2 separate regions of the Hordeum vulgare genome follow, and region 1 is linked to region 2. Evidence: chromatin contacts called from public Hi-C data. All regions are on one chromosome and are shown on one strand. The core of a region is the stretch at or near the end of the contact, and the rest is flanking DNA. Distances in the headings are between cores, read along the strand shown. Region 1 holds the start of LOC123442637. Region 2 has its middle 27 kb from the start of LOC123441389.

Region 1 (6,328 bases), core at 1,297-3,796, 160 kb after region 2:
CACCGTCAGCCTCATCATCTTCATCAAACTCAGGGTCCCCTTCCATATTGGGCATGCTGACAATGACCTCAATCTTCTCATCCTTGTAGTCCCTTTTCAGAATAACCACGCTCATCCCCTCTTCATCAACCATTTCAAAGGGAAAGTCTTCTGGAGTAGGTTCCTGTCAAAAGAATGGCAAATTAATTGAGCTAAGCAGCCTAAATATTTGCAAGACCAAAAACTGATGTTAAGCCAAAATGTGAATTGTACAGCTACATCTTGCAGAAAGTAGCAAACATCCAGTCATTTCAGGATTTCCAGGCAATAACTAATGAATATAAATGTCATTATGCATATTGCTCTCACTCCATTGTGAATCCAAGGTAATTGAAACTGGAAACCAAAGCCCTTAAAAACTCAACCACAGGTCTCAGTTATTCAAATCCAAGCTCTCATCATTAGAATGGTCAGTGAACTCATATCAGCTGAATGGTCACAGCTGCTCAGAGAAACAGCAGTCAAATATTCAGACTCGTTTTTAGCACAGCACCATCAGAAGCACCATAAAACCAGCTAAACTGCAATATATGAACGGATGGCTGTGCACCTTACATTCTGGCAAATTTAATTGATGAATATGCACAAGAAACAACGGGAAACCGAACTAATTAGTACAAACGGACGAGCGGCTGCACGCCATGCATGGAAAGAAGCACATGCAGTCTGGCTAACTGTGGCGTGCTTACTTAATCATATCTATTGTGCATAGCAAAGAAGCAATAATTCCCCTTAGAGATGGGAAACTCTCGATATTAGGCAATGTAGTGGTAAATTAGCAACGCAAGTATCGAACAACTACTAGTACACGCCTTCATCCAGACATGCAAGGTATCACCACAATTCAACAACAAAAAATCAGTACAAGCATATCCCGCATATCCCTGATGACAAACCCCCCTCTTATTCAGTCATGTAAACGTCAGACAGACTGATATTCAGTACTCCCTCCGTTCCTAAATATAAGTCTTTGTAGAGATTTCACTAGTAGACTACATACGGATGTATATAGACATACTTTAAAGTATAGATTCAATCATTTTGTTTCGTATGTAGACCCTTAGTGAAATCGCTTAAAAGACTTATATTTAGGAACGGAGGGAGTAGAAGCCTAATTATTTGCAAGACCCAGAATTGATGTTAAGCTAGCAAGTAATTTTTTATGGCTAAATGTTACACCTTGAAGAAAGTACTCCCTCCGTCCAGAATTAACCATCACTGAAATGAGTGAATCTACACACTGAAACGCGTCTCATTTCAGCAACAGTTAATTCCAGACAGAGGTTGTAGTACCTATCACACTCATTTCAGGATTTTCAAACAAAAACTGACGACCCTAAATGTCATATCGAATACTCCTCACACATGAGGCCTAAGCAGTTCAAAATTTGAACCCAAACACTCAATATATGAACCATTAATAGGACTCATTTAAATTCATACTCCATGTAATCATTAGTGTGTTACTTGTTTAATAAAATGGTTGCATGCATTGATTGATGCAGAGGCCGCGGGCTGTGATCCTCCTTTTCCAAAAAAAAAATGTAATCATTAGAATGATCAGCAACCAGACATCGGCTGAATGGTCGCATCTGCTCAGAGAAATAGCAGTTCAAACAAATCCCCAACATTTTGAACATCAATGACACTCACTTAGATTCATGAACACCAAAGAATCACTAGAATGATCAGCAAACCAGCACCAGCTGAATCATCACATGTGCTCAGCTAAACAGCAGTTCGAGAATTCAGACATGTTTTCATCACAGCACTATAAACCAAGCTGAACCGTAATCCATAAGAGGAAGGTTGCACGCCTTACATGCTGGTATGCTTAACTGGATGTGCGAGCTAAATCACAGTAGAAGCACTATATAATGCCTACTTGACAATCATAGCTACGCATCTCATCTCAACTAATTAACAGTTCATCCCTAGAGATGGGTATGACTCGTGGTGTACGTACTGTCGATGCGGTGGTAAATTAGCAACGCACGGTCCATCCCTACCGAACAATTACCAGTAAACGCCTACCATCAGAGTCAGTCATCATCCACCGCAAGGTACAACCACCGTCGCTCTGAACAAAAATTCCTTGCAAGCATCCTACACCTACACCTTGGCAAAAGCATCGCTAACTCCGGCAAGGGTTCCTCTACCGCGCACCAAAAAACCGGCCGTACAACGCTGCCGCTTAAATCCCTCACCTGCCCGTCGGTGGCGAGGTACTGCTCGGCCTCCCGGATCTCGAGGTCGATGGCGGCGGGGAGTCCCCCGGCGCCGGAGCCCTTCTTGTTCCTCTTCTTGACCTTGCTCTCCATCATGACCGGCGCGGAGTTGGCCGACCCCTGCGCCGCAGCCGCGCGCAGCGGGCGCCGGGCCGGGGACGCCCACGCGCCCACGAGCCCGCCGCGGGGGACGAACGGGGCGCGGCGGAGGAGCGCTCCGGCGGTGGAGGACGCGGCGGAGGCGGAGACGAAGGAGGCCATGGCGGAGTGGGAGGTGGGAGTGGGAATGGGGAAGGGGATAAGGCGAGGAGGGGTTTTGGGTTTGGATTTAAGCCGAGGAGGAGAGCGGTGCGCCGCCGTTGTGTGTGTGGGGGGGGGGCCCGCACGTCAGTCACGGTATAACCTCTGTTTTTTCTTGTAATATTTCCCCTTAATTAAATCTGGATAAGTATCAACCTATCTTGGGTCAGCATTATACCTGGACATAAATCGGGCCGGGTCTAACAAAGTTCGAAGCAGAATACCTAGGCATGGGCCTGATCCGACCGTCGAGCCTGGTTTTGAGTCTCATACCCGGCTTAATAGTCACAAAACCATCAGGCCTTGAGTCAGGTTTCTTTCTTAAATTGCTATGACAAGCCTGAGCCTGTCTCGAACCCGGTATCGGATTCTAAATCTAGGCCTAGACCCGGTCCGTGGGCAAGGTCGGGTTGGGTTGGGTTTCCCATGACCAGGTATAGTCAGCGTGTAGCAGAAGGTGACCATTGGTTATAATCAATGTTAAAAAAAGGGTAAGCGTGCGTGAAGCAGAAGGCTACACCTTAAAGTAATGGCCGTTTAAGCGCAGCTTAACCAGATTAAGCGTTTTTTTTAAATTAACCAAAATTTGGCTGTTATTAAATAATATGCATAAGAAAATAGAAAATATAGCACATAGGTAACTGAAAATCTAAAACAGCATATAAGGTTGAGTTTCAGCGGATCACACAAAAAGCATAAATGCATGATATTGTCTTTAGAATAAGCATATATAATATAAATGGCAACGGCAGCCAAGGAGTGGTAGCAGCAACAGCCAAACAGCAGTCTGGCCATCACTTCATCTTCAGCATCCTCGTACTCTATGTCCTCCTCCTCTGAATCTGTCTCCTCTACTTCTTCTTCGTCTGACTCAAACTCTTCATCATGGAGATCTCTAACTCTCGCACTTCGACGAAGCTCAAGTTGTTCATTGGTTCCCATAGCATCTCCAATTACACTTCAATGTATGCCATCTGCTCCCTCGTCAACATGTGGAAACGTCATGAAAACATGATCATCTCCTCCCTCAAACAAGAAGCCTTGTGCTTCAGATGCATCAGTACTAAGGAGAACATCAATGTTCTTCATGTGCTTGATCTTTTTCTTCTTGGATAACAACCTTAAGTTTGCTAGAGCTCATAAACAAATTGTTGTGTTGCTCAACTCTGGTTTGTCAGAGATTGTTGATCTTTGTAATGCGGATTGTGGAGGTTCCACCTGAGTAATGCAAAGTTCATTCGCAAAAAAAAAGAACTAGATGTACACAAGCTGATTGAGGCGATCTGTTGTAAGTCGATTTCTCCTCTTGGTATGTACTTCCTCCGTTTCTTTTACTCCGCGTATAAGATTTGGTCAAAGTCAAACAACATAAAGTTTGACCAAATTTATATCAAAAAAATATGAATATCTACTATATTAAAATTATATAGTATGAAAATACATCTCGTGGTGCATCTGATAATATTGATTTCATGTTGTGAATGTTGATATTTTTAATATAAAGTTAGTCAAACTTTACAAAGCTTGACTTTGACCAAACCTTATATGCAGACTAAAAAGAAACAGAGGGAGTATCTACAAGTGCCAATGCTACTAGTCTAAAACTAGTTAATAGGAACTACAAAGCATTGAAACAAAATTCAATTTTGAAGACTAACCGACTCAAAACAACTCCAATTTCTCTCAGAGCCGAAAGAACTTGAGGTAAAAGAAAGGGTCTTCATAGCCATGTCCTTCAGCCCTCGTGTCTCACCTCCGTACATTCTCCACCAAGCCACTGGAAAGAGAAAAAATTTCAGTCAGGAACTTGAGTACTCGATAAAATATGCAACTAAGTGAATGTTTTGTAAGTAATGACTAGCCGGGATTATAGTCAAAATTTTGGCAAGCCCTAGCAAGCTTGTTTTCCAAGGATCCATCTCTGCTTTGGAACTTGCCTATTTCATAGTTCATAACTTGATCTTGCATGTTTTCATCACCATGATAGAATGTCTCCACACAAGAATAAAAGGCTTTAATGATGTCAAAAGAATCAAATATTTTGTCATCTACATAGCTACAGTGTGGATTCAGAAAAATATGCAGGCAACTGCAATGGGGCATCTAGCCTATCTTTCATCTTGTTTTCAACTATAGCCAACACATCTTTGTAGCGCACCTCGAAATAACCAAAGGCCTCTTTGATTTCCTTCTTTGCCTTCACAATCTCTCCATACACCTAGCCCATTGAGGGTCGTGCATCACCATCAACCAACTGGAGGACCTTTACCAACAGCTCGAACATCTTGATGCAGAGATTCACACCCTTCCAGAAGGGCTTGTTAAGAATTATGGTTGTAGCATCCTTGCCTTTCTTTGGGTGCAAGTCCTTGATCTTGTCCCACTTAAAGGATACCACCATCTTTCTTAGTGAATCAACCTTGTCTGCAAGGCTTTGCAAAGTGAGGAATTGGGAAGCAAATCTGGTTACTCCCATCCTTATGATTTCTCTCTTCTTGGTAACTTGCAATACATATTAAAAAACAAGGACGGAGATAAAAATTATGACATATTGATGTCATGAAAGTAAAAGTTATTTTCGGTTGAAAAATGTTTTCTAGCTCAACTATTTTGTCAACCCAGGATCAATTGGATCTAGGAACTTTTTTTCTTCTGTTGATTATTGAAAATCGACGAGAGCTTTGAAACTATGACTCACTTGAGCATTTTCGATAAAATGAATTTGGACTCTTTTCTTTACCACGTGGTAATGCAGTACGTAGCCGCCATCATGTTATTTTTAACAAGTTGCCACACCATCCGATAGGCATATTACCAACACGGTGGCAATTGTTGCCAGACAACTGCCAGACAATGTTATAAGTGCATCGACATTACCATCATCGACGCAGTGGAACCGAAAATGGCATTGATCTCTCGAACTAAACCTTATAAGTGCATCGACAAATTCAAATGCGACAACCTTAATACTAATGCAGTTATAACTTCAGACCTCATTGGGGTGATGTCTTCTAAGGTGGAAAATGTATGAACATCTTATGTAGGATCTAGTTTTAAAGCCTGGTGGAAACAAACTGAAGTATCGCAACAGATCATAGCTCAGGTACACGGCTTAAGAGTTTAAACATTTTGAATTTTAAGAAATAACATTTAAAGTGATGGTGCCTTTGCTTGCGACAATTCCCTATGCACCATTTGTTTTATTCTATCGCAACTCGGAACCTCACGCTCTAACCCAATTGTGTGTATCGTGATGAGCGCTAAGTCTATCAAACAACAAATTGGCTAGGTGCGCTAAGTTTATTCAAATAAAATATAACTGGTAAAAAAAAGATATTGTCTCTTCATTTTTGTACTAATATTTGTTTTGAAAGTGTGCTAGTAAAAAGATTGTTTGTATATCACTGTAGAGAAAATTACCAACATTGATAAATATGAAGTTGATATCGCCAAATCCACCGCGAGATATAATTGTGTGATAATTATGTTTTTATACTAAATTAAAGCAAAGTATTTGTAAATAAAATAATATCAAAAGTATCACACTGAAGACAATATAAAATGAAGATAAAATGAATTAATGTAAAAGATCGAGTAGAATTTACTCTTGGGCGTGTCGTACTTGGTGTACTACACCAGGAAGTAGTCGGGCCTTGCAATGAGGCAATAGTTTCTCGTAAGGATTTCGGATCTACAACCGAATAATTTCAGGCTATGTTATACTATAATTCATACTCCCTCCATTTTATAATATAAGACGC
Region 2 (6,982 bases), core at 1,134-3,633:
TCATAGTTAATTTAGGGTTTCTTGATCAACTCATAGGATATGAAAATTGCATAGTATAGCAATATGTTTCATTTGAATCCTATCGCAAATATTTATTCCTCTTTAGTTGTAGTGAAATAATTTTCCTTGTTACATATATTTATTCTTTTGATTCATATATGAAAATTGCATAGGATAGCAACATTTAGGGCTTCTTTTGATTCCTCTTTTGTTGAAGTGAACGAATTTTCCTTTATAGTTGCATATTATACTTGTGCCAAAATATACTTGTTATGATTCTTAATTATTATACTTCTGCCGAAATATACTTGTTTTGCAGCACTATGTAACATTTGTTCCATTTTAATTTGTTGTTGTTGCGGTAGTGAAAACACTGTCCAGTATTCATGGACTTCCTTCGTAACGGCATACGTTTTGCTAGCGTTGATATAAGGAATGACAAGCTCAAGATGAGGCACAAGTTCGGTATTGAGATACCAGCTGACTGCCACATTGATATCCAAGACATATTCAGTCTTTGAACATATGAGGACTTCGATGACTCATATGATAGTCGCCATGATCGACGAGGAGTACGCTGTTATGAAGACCAAATTCTCCTCGGATCTGCATAAAGAGTGGGAGACGACCCCACTTGACAGTATCAATATTGAGTATACAGCAAAAAATGCGTACGTTACATACGAGTTGTACCGCACGGTTCGAATCATGAACTATGGCGAGCGTCACCTCGTATATCAAGCACCACCACCATCAATTTGGGGATATTCTAATTCAGGCGAGTAATGTTCGCAAAGGCGAACACTTCGATTTCTAGATATTATATATTATGTATTGTTTGGGAATCTTTAGCTTGGATGAGTATTTTTATTCATGTCCATGTTTAAATATGATGTGAGCAATATTTTTGAAGCATTGTGATGTATGGTACAATGCCAAGTTTCAACCTTTTTAGAGTTCATTTGTAGTGCTTTTTAATTTCAGGAACATTCACCTAAAAATCATTAAATGCATGAATTATAGCAACTGAAGTTAGAGGTTAGAAATTGTTGAAATTTGAGTATGTGGCTTGGAATTATGCATATTGAATGCACAAAAAGTCTGGAGTTGAAACAAATTAACAAAAATGAAATGCCCATGTAACATCTGAGTTTCTTGCCGAAACCCTCATACTTTAAAGTAGATGGCCAAATTTGTACACGAAGTGCATTCAATTTTTGTCGTAATTTCAGGATCATTCAGTTTGTACACGAAGTGCTTTTACCAATGTATTATCGTCCAGTGCCTTGGTTAGTGAGAGCGTATTGTAACTTGATGGTATGCGGTTGAATTTCTGGTGAGGGAGCTTGTTATTTTGATTTTTTTACGTTATGACACTGTAAGAGCGGGGCAAACGAGCGAGCACTCTAATGGGCCGACCCATTCAGGGCTTGTTGTATGCGTTGCAATCCCAATTTGACGCAGAACGCATCAAATAGGAGCTCCCGCTGCACGCGCCCGTTTGCCCCCGTGACGCATGCAGCTCCCCACCTTGGGCCGGACCATCAAACAGCTACGCGTCTCTGCAGGCCCTCAAAAAGTTCACTGATTTTTGGAAAATAAAGTACACCGATTTTACAAAAAAGTTCTTCAAATGGGAAAAATGTTGACAGATTTTAAATAAATAATAATCAAATTTGAAAAATGTTTATCACATTTGATAAAGGTTCATTAATTTTTATGAAAAGTTCAGTGATTTTAAAAAACGTTCATCTTATTTGAAAAAAATTAATCATTGTTCAAAAAAAGTTCAACAAATTTGAAAAAAGTTCATCAAAATATAAAAAGTTGACCGATTTAAAAAAGAGGTCATTTATTTTGAAAAAAAGTTCATCGAATTTAAAAACAGTTCATTAAATATATAAAAAGTTCATCGAATATGAAAAAAGTTCATCAAATTTTAGAAAAAGTTCATCGAGTTAAAATAAACCATTGAATTTGAGGAAAATGTTCATCATTTTTTGAAAACGTTCATTCAATTTGAAAAAGTTCATCAATTTTGACAAAAGCATGGTGAATTTAAAAAACAGAAACGAAAAAAATCATCAAGCCAAGAAAAAAAAAGGGAAAAATAGAAGCAAAAGACGAAACAAAAACAGAAACAGAAAACGAAAATGAAAGAAAGAAATAAGAAAAGAGCAAAAGAAAATTAGTCATCAAATCGGGTGTAGTGGCACGGTGGTTACTCTATGGTAAGCCGAGTTGGAGATCGAGAGTTCAATTCCCCGCGGCGCCTGTTCCTTTTTTTCTATTTGGAACAGAAAGAGAAAATGCTGAGATGGGCCGACCCAGTGCGGGTCGAGCGCCCGTTAGCAAAATTGCGGCGCCTGTTATTTTTTTCTAGTTGGAACAGAAAGAGAAAATGCTGAGATGGGCCGGCCCAGTGCGGGTCGAGCGTCCGTTAGCAGAATTGCACTGTAACGGACGCCTAGGATTTCCCCGTGGATTCACCGGTCTATCATTGACCTGTTGACCATTGTGTTTTTGGAAAAGAGAACTCAAATAGTTCGGTGATTTTGAAGAAAGTTCATTTATTTTGAAAAATAGTTCATGCATTTGGAAATAGTTCAATAATTTTGAAAAATGTTCCCAAGAATTAAAAAAAGTTTATCAAATTCAAAACAAAGTTCACGACTTTGAAAAATAAGTTCATTGAATTGAAATAAAAGTTCATCAATTCTGAATAAAGTTTGCAAATTTAAAAAATAATAATCAGATTTGAAAATGGCCACCAAGTTTGAAAGAAGTCCATCAATTTTGAAACAAAGTTTATGGATTTCAAAAGGTTCATCACTTTTGAGAAAAAGGTTCACCACATTAAAAAAGAGTTAATGGATTTTAAAATGTCATTGATTTTGATAAAAAAACTTCATGCATTAAAAAAATGAAAAAAGGAAAAATAGAAAAAAAGAAAACAACAAAAAGGATGTAACTAATCAGTAATCAAATCGTGGTGAGATGTTTGATTGGTTACCGCGGTATAGACAATGCAGGCGGGCGGTACATAGCCATGCGTGGACACGAGGTGAGGCATACGTGCTCGACGACATGACCCGCTTATATACATGCTCGGCGTGTCGTGCCAGCTGCCTATTGGGCAGGTACGTACACACACACTCACTCTTTCTTTCATTGCTCAAGAAAAAAAAAAACTCCTCTATTCCATTCCAATTCACAGTAGCAAACCAAACCATGGTTTCTTGTTCCCACATCCCTCCTAGCCAAACCAAAACCCACGCTCAAGGAAGCCGTCGGCCATGGAAGACACATCGGAAACACGCGCTCCCAAGAGGCATAGATATGTTGGAGAACCACTAGGGGAGGGGGCAGGGTCAGGGCGGCAACGACATCGACGAGGTGCAGGGAAGGCTCGATGGCCCGGACCTCATCAGACGCCTCCCCGCCGCCTTTGTAGGCACCGCTGCCTCATCCCCACCAAGGAACGCGCCCGCACTCAGGCCCTCTCCAGTTGTTGTGTGTCCCCTTTGGTTCACATCCAACGCGCCGCTCAACCTCAGGGGAGGCCCGAGTCTTTTCGACAATGACACATGTCGCGCTGGTCTGTAGAATTCTCTTCCACCATCCCAGTCCGGCCCACCGCTTCAAGCTCCACACCCACAGCCTACGGTGTGGTTGACGGCTGCCTCCGCTCTGGGTCACCCGCCGGCCTCCAGGACCTCGAGGTCTTTAACCCGCGGTCGGAGAACTTCTCGCTGCCGTTGAGATAACATGTGGTGATGCGCTTCACGTCCACGCTCCTGGTGCTCACGCTTTGGAATGCCAATTCGGCAACCTGGCTGCGCTACCTGCTTTTCTGCGCCTCAAAAAGCTCTATTTGCATAATGTCAGTATCTCGGAGGGCCGCCCTAAAGGCATCATTTCCAGATGCACCATTTGGAAACCGTTTCACAACATCTCTAGTAGAGCCGCTAAATTCCCAACCGAATTGATTTACTGTTCACGCTAAATCGATTTTGCAGGCTATTTTCCCTGCGCAAAACAGATATCGGAAATGGCCTTGCAAATTTCATACACAGACAAATAAAATAAACTAACTAACTAGAAAAAGTTTGACGGAGGGCGGCGGCGGCTCATGGATTCACGCCAAGGTACGTACAACTCACACGCCGAGCGGTAGACGGTGTTGGCAAGGTCCTAGTGCACCTTCGCTACCTTGAAGCCTTCGGCGACATCCTCTTCCCCGGCCTCCAGCTCCTCCTTCGCAGTGAAGCGCTCCATCTCAGCTTTGCGGAGCTTCTTATTCGACGGCGAGAGCGCCTCATAGAGCTCATCTTGGCACGACCACCCATGCTTCCCGCTGCTTTAGGAGAGGGCGCCGCGCCTGCGCCGAGCGTCACAGCTCGACGGTGGGGCACCTGGAGCCACCGGCCTCTACGTTGTGACAGCCGCGTATGCGTGGCGTCCCCCATGTCCGCGACCTTCTTCCGACATGGCTGCGCTCGATTCGTCCATATAAGCTTGCCGGAGCTACGAAAAATCAATGACGGAGGGAAAGAGAATAGCTGCGGAGGGGGGCGGATCTATCCGAGAAGGGAACCCTAAAACACTCCCTCCCCATACATATAGCAACCACCTCCATATCGTTTATTTTCCCTATGCACAGTTGCATCATCAACAAGATGATTTGAATAATGTGCTAGAGTATGGCCCACTGGATCCAGTTAAATGCCTTGAGCTCCACCAAAAAACTACAAAGGTGGTGAAAGGTTGTTCGTCGACTTTGCCAAATTCTCTATTTTGAATGCAAAATTGCTAAAGAAGATGGAAATCAGAGTCCTTTACAAACGCAACGACAAGTGGACAATAGAGCTTCTCAAGATGCACGAAACTGAAGTCAAAAATGATATTTGGCGGGACTCCACTCACTATGTGCATATCCATGATTTGTCAATGGCTGGTCCCTTTGACTTGTTCTTGTGTGGATGCTCCGAAGGCCTTTCCCAAGATTGCTTTGTTACCCATTCTCGAGCGAACCAGGATTGAGGAGGTGAACACGATGGTTAAAGGTTACTAGTATTTGTGTGTTATCTTTAGTTAATACTTACTTTTCTCCTGCTCAATTTCTATTGTAAGCTGAGACCACCTCTAGGTTACAGATAAGCATAACAACCTTATTTTGCTAGACTGATATTTTTGTTTGCACTGAAAAATATACGCAGTTTTCTCAGTTTTGCTACATGTCCAAGGTATTCCGTAAATCTTTTACTCATAAAGAAAATCAAAGATTAAATTTTGTTCTCATGTCCGAGCTCTCTTTTTACTAAATCAGCGACCACTAATATGGAATACAGGGAGTAAGTATCATTAACTGGTATACATCTATGTTTTTAGTTGTTTTCCTGACCTCATTTTGTCACAAATTATTATATTGAACATGGATTGAATTGATACCATTGAGGAATTTCTTATTGTGCTTTGACGATACTGCCGGTTGTTATTGTCTATCCTCATCTATTTATTTATCGAAAAAAGGTTCCTCCGTTTTATATTATATAAAGCAACCATCACATACCTTTTATTCCCTTAGTAACTGTCTATCTAGTTGTGCATTTTCTTTTCAAGCATGCACGTACTATTGTTCTGGTCAATTCTTAATAGCAAGCGATGATGAATCATGTCGTGTGCATTTCCTGCCAGCATCTTTTACAGTCTACAGTACTGACCACCATCAGCCAAGGAAGAAGAATATAGGTTATATGGTCTATAGTACTTGTAGCCCAAGTTTGGACGGCGATCAGAAATCACATGTTATGATGTTGTTCTAGTTCTACAATAACACAACGCCTAGATTTTAGTTTTAGTTAATATGTATGCAGTCACAAAACTTGGCATCAATGGCTGATTTTGAGGAGCAAAACGCGCAGAACCACCATATTAGCGTCATAGATTTCGGAAAACCATCACTTTACAAAACGTGCCACTTTGCACCGCAGCGAAGAATTAACAGTGGCAAAAAACACTGAACGCAAAAATGATACCGTTTTGACGTGGCAGATCGCATTTTGGCCGACAGCGGGGGACGACGCGCTGTTAAAGGCTGCTAACGGACATAGGGACCGAGCCGGTCAGCCCGTTCCCAGTGTCATTCCCATCCTCTCCACTCGCACACTCGCTCACTCTGCCTCGCTCCGCCGCCACAGCTCAACCTCGCCACCGCCACCACAATGGCCTCTTGGAAAGATCTGGAAGACATCAGCGAGGAGGAGGGAGGAGCAGACATACACCGACATGGATGTGGATGTGTGGGTCATACACAACTTTTGGTTAGTGTTAGGGTTTGGCAAATATACGTTGCAGAGTTTTAGATCCTACCCTCCCTTCTCTATCTCTCGTCTGTGGATTGCCTAAGGCATCTTTCCAAAGCAGGAGAATCCCAATACTACTATCGATTCATCCTTTTGTGGCATGGTGACTGATCCAGTGATCAAGTGGAAGCTTCACCAGTTTAGGGGCAAGAAACGTGTTTCATTCGTTCGCATAAACACAGGTAGAAGATTCTATGGTTGTGCTAAGCAGGTAATACATGATGAGCTTATTGTTTTCTCGATCAGTAGTGTTAACTGAATGTTGTACTATTAAACTGAAATTGCTTGTGTAAACTGAATGTGCTAGTGTTAACTAAATGTGCTCGTGTTTACTGAATGTGGTATTGTTAAACTCAATCTGCTATTGTTAACTGAATTTGCTTTGTTTTAATTAAATGTGCTATTGTTAACTGAATTTGCTTTGTGTTAATTAAATGTGCTGGTGTTAACTGAATGTGCTGGTGTTACTAAATATGCAGGTGTTAACTAAATGTGCCTTTGTCTACTCAAATTGCTGGTGTTAACTGAATGTGTTATTGTCTACTGAATATGCTGGTGTTAACTGAATGTGCTTTTGTTTACTGAATATGCTATTGTCTACTGAATGCGCTATTGTT

The links. A called contact is a pair of places that touch in the nucleus more often than the background predicts.
Region 1: a Hi-C map of leaf shows a contact between it and region 2, with 2.1 times the contacts expected there. The contact joins the promoter of LOC123442637 here to the enhancer-like site in region 2. A contact is called at or near these places in 1 of 6 Hi-C or Micro-C datasets (leaf) and 1 of 1 datasets of contacts at active chromatin or transcription factors (embryo).

What each region holds. Positions count from the first base shown.
Region 1 is chr3H:20,303,568-20,309,895 of MorexV3_pseudomolecules_assembly, forward strand. LOC123442637 reads right to left here and starts at 2,547. Exons shown (of 3, transcript XM_045118742.1): 1 at 2,247-2,547; 2 at 1-163. The coding sequence starts at 2,528.
Region 2 is chr3H:20,148,683-20,155,664 of MorexV3_pseudomolecules_assembly, forward strand. No RefSeq gene overlaps it. Among protein-coding and RNA genes, the nearest start is that of LOC123441389, 27 kb to the right of the region's middle. Within about 2 kb of position 2,384, at least 3 of the 3 cell types and tissues checked have open chromatin away from gene starts, as enhancers often do. A contact at or near this core is called in leaf, where this site is marked.